Linked DNA regions of Ovis aries: region 1 is linked to region 2. Evidence: chromatin contacts called from public Hi-C data. All regions are on one chromosome and are shown on one strand. The core of a region is the stretch at or near the end of the contact, and the rest is flanking DNA. Distances in the headings are between cores, read along the strand shown.

Region 1 (3,232 bases), core at 341-2,840, 52 kb after region 2:
CCAGAACCAACAAAACTGTCAAAAGGGGGGGGGTGGTTTATAGGACTAAAACAAGTAACTGCCACCACAAAGTACTCCATGATTGAGTGAGCACAGGAGTGGTTCAAGCAATAGTGCTCTGGGAGGAGCTCTCAGGACTAATAAATCAAGGGAAGTAACACCAAACAAGTCACTCTGAAAAGGGGCCTCAGCACTGTACAGAGGGCTTGAAATATGGAGTCAATCAGTGAGGGCTATTTGTTACATGACCATCAAATAGTAATTTTGAGTCTAAGACTCTCCCGGACAAATCAGTCTAAGCATAAGTGCCTATCTGGTGATGCTCCAATAGGTAAAAACCGAAAAGGCTTAATACAGACTCAGAGCTTTATCCAGAATCTCTCAACCCCTACCACTTTTGCAGGCCATACAGGCTACAAAGTACTTCTCTGCAAAGCCTTCCTGGCAGGATCAGAATTTAAGTTTTAGGCACTCCTCCTCTCCTAAAGGCTGACCGTGTGTAAATACATTCAAACACCATCACTGAGTATCTACCATATGTCTGTTGCCTGAGTTAAGAATAGATTGAGATTACACGTGGTTGTTACCTTGAAAGCATTCACAAGTGCCTAAACAACTGAACCCACCTCCTCAGCTAGTCAATGGTACAGCCTAACTGCATTAAAAAAAAAAGGGGGGGGGACAACAGGAGAATGTACACAAGGATATTTCTGTAGGCCAATAAAAAGAGGATGTCTTGTGTTTGCTTTATAATGTTGAGACTTGGTATCTACAGGGCCTAGTCATTTCTTTCAAGTCTGTGGTCAGAAATGTTGCCTATATATCCCCTTTATGGGGCTTTCAAATAAGTTCCCATTTTTTTTCTTCATTCATCACAAAAATAGTCTCAATCTAAGCCCCAAACTGCCAATTTCTCCCCTCAACAACAACTGAAAAAGTAAAGGAGGGAAGGAAGTAAAAAGGATGAAAAAGAAAGGAAAAAAAATTTACAGTAGGTATGAGAAAAAGAGAATTGCTATATCATGTCAAGTCCAAGTTTGTACAGAGCACATAGTGAGAAAATACGTGCGTGCCAGTGAAGTCGCTTCGGTCGTGTCCGGCTCTTTGCAACCCCATGGACTGTAGCCCACCATGCTGCTCCTCTGTCCATGGGATTCTCCAGGCAAGGGTACTGGAGTGGGTTTCCATGCCCTTTTCCAGAGGATCTCCTGACCCAGGGATCCAACCCATGTCCCTTACATCTCCTGCATTGACTGGTATGTTCTTTACCACTAGGGCCATCTGGGAACTCACTATACTGTATTTGAATGATTCCCACAGAGGCACCAAAGGCACAGCAACATTCAGAAATACTAGAGGGGAAAATCAAGAGAAGCAAGACATTGCTTCTGTCTCTCAGCAGAGGTCAAGAAAACAGGTGAGACTAAGTGTTCTTTCGACCTGGCAGTGGCAGAGATGGCAATAGTGTAGAACCCAGCTAATGAGAGGCAGCAGAGACTCATTTTTAGAGCAAACTCAACTTCTTTAGGTTGCTTGCCATCAATTGTAGGTCTCGTATAATAGCTGATCTTTTTCCCCTAAGAATAGACCTTTGTTCTCATACAGTACTGCATTCTTGAACGTTTCAGTACTAGTTATGACGCTTAAGAAAGGCACAAAACACTATAGTCGTCAAACTCAAAGAAGGAATCAATTCCTAAATCATCTTTTCTAAGGACTCACAAATCTATCAATAAAATGTGTTTGGAAAACAAATATTTTCCTGCCTCTGCTGTTTTTACTTTTAGTAGCATTAACTTAAAAGGTACCATTCCAGCAATATTTTTCTCAAAAATTGAGACTCATTAACTCACTTCTATTCAAGCCATGCTGCTCCACTCCTTATTTTTTTAGAAATATCTACTCAAGGGAGCATGTGCTCATTAAAAATATCTCATAGCATTAACATTCTCACTAGAAGCTTCAATGCATGTGATGTCTTCAGGGCTGACTCCATTTGTGTCCACTGTCCACCTGTGCAAATGTCCAAATGATAGCTGACAAGCAAAATATAAATTACCACGAAAGAATCACAGAGAAAAACCTGGAGCTTAATTACATGCCCCAGAGCAGCACCTCCAAAAACACAAAAGATATGATTTTTGTGATAGTTCTGGAACTCAATGATCAAACTCTCTATAATACTGAAATAAAAAATAATACTTGATTCATACAAAATTGACATCCTTTCCAAGTAAACAGTTTATTCCTACTGCTTTCCTTTACATATTGTGTACCAGTAATGCACAGAAATGCAATGGCTGCCTTTCCACTCCGGAAATGCACCCAGTCCCCTTCCTTCTCAAGCTTTTGCACAGACCATTCCCTCTGTCTAGAACATTCTATACACTCTTTTCACCACATTAAATCCAATTCACCTCCTGGATCTCAATTTAAAAGGCCCTTGTCCAGAACAACCTGTCCTCACCAACCCTCCCACTGCCCATCTAGATGAGATTCCCCTGTTATGTAGGTTCTGGTAGCTTCCTGTGCTTTTCCCTTAGAGCACTTATCAGTTTGTAGAGTAATTCTATATCTGTGTGTGTTCTTTGAGTAATATCCACCAGACTGTAAGCCCTGTCAGGCCAGAGACCATGGCTATTTTCGTTTCACTGGATTCCTGGAGCCTAACACAATGGCTGGAATATAGGAGGCACTCACTTTGCTAAATAAATTTAGTAAGCAAAGTTTATCGCGTCCTGCCACCCTGCCATAGAAATGGTCAGACCAAATAAAGATGGAATGAGGAAAACAGTCTGTTCTAAAAACTGCCTGATAACTTGGCTTGACACAGTGCTAGTAAGTTGATTCTTTTCAGCAAATTTAGTTTATCTTGGTCTATGTTATGGTCATGACCCTGACAAAGAATGAGTTTAGTCCTAAGGACAGCAAGACATGATAGAACGATTAGGTTTGGCAGTGTAGTTCAGCGAATCCCAAAAAGCAGTGGCTTAAACAAGATGGATGCATTTTTTTCTCTCATTGTAAACAAGGTCTAAATACAAAGTCATCCAGGACTACTTCAGTGTTCTGCAGTGAGAAAGACCTGGTTCCATCTATCTTGCTGCAAACTCTCCTTAGCATCTACTTCATGCTGCTACTTCACAATCCATCAAGGCTGCTCAAGTCCAAACATCCCATCCAATTCCAGGTACTAGGAAAAAAGAACCAGGTAAAAAATGGTGACGTTCCT
Region 2 (2,945 bases), core at 244-2,743:
CAGCAGTCACTGTGACTGATCCCGAAGGAATGCCGACCAAGGAAAACCACTGAAGAGGACAGCTCAGTGTCAGCAACATACTTGATAACAGAGTAGAGGAGCAAATGATCCTTATACTCACCTGAGGAAGGGAAAGGGGGATGTGAAGAGGGAGGCTGTAAGAGGTACGAGTGGAGGAAAGGGTCTGTGGACCCAGAGGAGCCACACGACCAACCTAAGAACTCAGGCTCCTCTTAGGCTTGCTGTCCACTCATTTAGCCACTCACACTCATTCCTTCCTCTCTCCTTATCCACCCTTCTCTGCTGTCACATCCAACCGCTGCCACACATCCAACAGCAACGACAAAGCACTTCCCGCAGCAGCCTCAGTGTATACCTCACTTCCTTAGTCCCTCATGATTCACACAGGCCCCTAAACAGTGTCCCAGCTTTTCCATTTCAGAAATACGACATAGTATGATTTCTCACTTGTTGCCTTCTCTGCCACACTGTAAGCTCACGAGGGAAAGAGCTATCTTTTCAACTGCTGTATCCCCAGCACCTTACATAGGATCCAGACTCAGTAATTAACTGTCAAATTAACAACACACTACACAGATGACTAAGGGGTATCACTTGAATTACCTAAAACCAGAAATTGGTATAGCCAAGACAGCAACTTGTTCACCAAAGTCACTGTTCTCTGACACTTTGGGGACACAGTTACACTAACTTCCCAACCTCTTCTGTAGTTAGCTGTGGCATGGGATGAGTTCTGGGCAGTGGGATGTGAGTAGAAGTGATTATGCCACAGCCAAGCTGTCCCATAAAATCTTCCCAGGCTTTGCCTCCACATTCTTTTTTTCCCTTCTTGTTGGACTGTTGACACACCCCTTGAATGACCTTAGAAGCTACATGCTGATACCTGGGACTCTATGTAGAAAAGAACCACCGCTCTAATCTGCTCATAAGAGAACTAAACACCTCTTATGTTTGAGCCATCTGTGTGTTATAGCAGTTAACCTCCCCTAATCTTTACCAGCTAGCAGCTGTTTGTCACTTTCCTAAGGAAAAATTAAAGGCTTTCAGAGGACAGTACACTCTTTCTTGGTACACAGGACTGCAAAAGTCCTGCTTGTTGATGATTATCAGGGAAGATAGTAACCTTGCCTTGGGCTGGCCTGGGTGGGGCCCACAACACAGAACAGGCTGGATGAATTCTGGTGGTGTCAGAACACAGATGATCAGCTTGCTTGCCTCGCCTCCTCTCAGAAGTATAGGGCCCCATGGGCCCTAGACAAATGCCCAGTTGCCTTCTCAAGTAGTCTGGCCCTGACCACATCTGTGCTTACCTGGCTAAAATGTCACACCACATTGCTCTGCTGTTGTCAGTGCCAGTTGGGGAGAAACTGCCAAGAGCTTTTTCAAAAAGCCACAGCAACCTACATTGCCACTAAACAATGGGTGGCAGTGATGACTCGCCTTCTGAATAAAACATGTGGCGGAGCGGACAGAGATGCAACCTCAGACAGAATGCATTTCCCAGTGGCAAAGCTCTTCTTGTACCGTAGATGTGTCTGAGTCTGTTGTTTCTCCTGAACACTTGGGACTTCAAAGAGAACTCCTCTCCCTGACAGACTGGAGCATGTAGGTAATTGCATTATATTAAGAGAATTAGTAGCATGTACTATACATAATTGCTTGTTCAATCTAGGTCTAGGAAACTATTAAAAGGATAAATTATTGACTAACTCTTTTCACCTTTCCTCAGTGCAGGTTTATGTCAAGAACTTCCAGATTCAGTGGTTCTTAATCTTTAGGGGATCATGAACCCTTTTAAGAGTTTGATGAAATGCCTTGACCCTTTCATTACACAAATTGTCCACAAGTGCATGCACACATTACGTACGACTTCAGGGTACACACAGGATGCCAAGTTCATCCACTCATTCCGGGTTCATGGACCCTCTAGTGCAGAGGGCAGCAAATTTTCCCTCCAGAGGGCCGGAGAATAAATATCTGGGGTAGGCCACATACTGTCTCTGTCACAGCTGCTCAACTCTGCTCCTGCAGTAGGAAAGCTGTCCTTCCCGTGTTCCAAACAAACTTAATTTGTAGATATCAAAATTTGAACTTCATACAATTTTCCTAAGTCACAAAATATTCTTTTTTTTTCATTCTTTTTTCAGCCATTTAAAAAATTAAACCATTCCTAGCCAGTAGCTTGTACAAAAACAGGTGACAAACCATAGTTTGTCAACTCCTGTTTGTAAGGCATGGGTTCTCTAGAACAAAGTTTCTATCTCTATTTTCACTGACTTCTAACTGAAACTTCCCATTTCTTCACATTATGAATGCAGGCAGCAAACCTTAGTGTTGGCAGAAATCACAGGCACATTCATGCCACGTTACAGTGGTGGCAGATAACACAAAATATTGATCAGGCTCACCATTATTTTTAAATTATGGCCATTATTAGATCTCCTACTGTATCTTACCATTTAAATGTGTTGATAAACACATATATTATTATATGAAAATTTTGATTCAATAACTATATTTCAAAATAATTGATTTCCATTTGAATCCTATATATTTTATTTAGAGCATTTCAAAACAGAATTCTGAGAAGTGGGCCAGGGCTTTCACCAGACACCGAAAAGGTCCATGGCACAGAAAAGGTGAAGAGGGTCTGGGGAGGCAAAGCCAGAGCATCTCCTACCAGAGCATTCACATCTTCTGTTTTGTGGATGAGCATCCGTATCTCCTCTGGATCACCGCTGAAGATTGCTTGGACCAGTGGTGGCTGTAAACACAGGAGAACTGGAATTAGAACTGTAATTAAATAACTGGACTGCACTCAGATGCAGATGGCTAGAAGATCTATTCCCCAAAAGTTTATTCAACAATTATCAATTGGCAGACAAAGATGAACATGGCCTGGGTCCACCCTTGCTCGAAGTCCA

Evidence for each region. Hi-C and Micro-C count contacts between places; a contact is called where the count stands out from the background.
Region 1: a Hi-C map of hypothalamus shows a contact between it and region 2, with 2.1 times the contacts expected there. The contact joins two enhancer-like sites. A contact is called at or near these places in 4 of 16 Hi-C or Micro-C datasets (blood, hypothalamus and liver).

What each region holds. Positions count from the first base shown.
Region 1 is chr2:199,550,166-199,553,397 of ARS-UI_Ramb_v3.0, forward strand. The region is part of intron 1 of ANKRD44 (ankyrin repeat domain 44); the gene reads right to left. Among named protein-coding and RNA genes, the nearest start is that of ANKRD44, 74 kb to the right of the region's middle. Within about 2 kb of position 1,591, at least 8 of the 54 cell types and tissues checked have an H3K27ac peak or open chromatin away from gene starts, as enhancers often do. A contact at or near this core is called in hypothalamus, where this site is marked.
Region 2 is chr2:199,498,763-199,501,707 of ARS-UI_Ramb_v3.0, forward strand. ANKRD44 (ankyrin repeat domain 44) reads right to left here. Exons shown (of 28, transcript XM_042244028.2): 2 at 2,702-2,785. Among named protein-coding and RNA genes, the nearest start is that of ANKRD44, 130 kb to the right of the region's middle. Within about 2 kb of position 1,494, at least 12 of the 54 cell types and tissues checked have an H3K27ac peak or open chromatin away from gene starts, as enhancers often do. A contact at or near this core is called in hypothalamus, where this site is marked.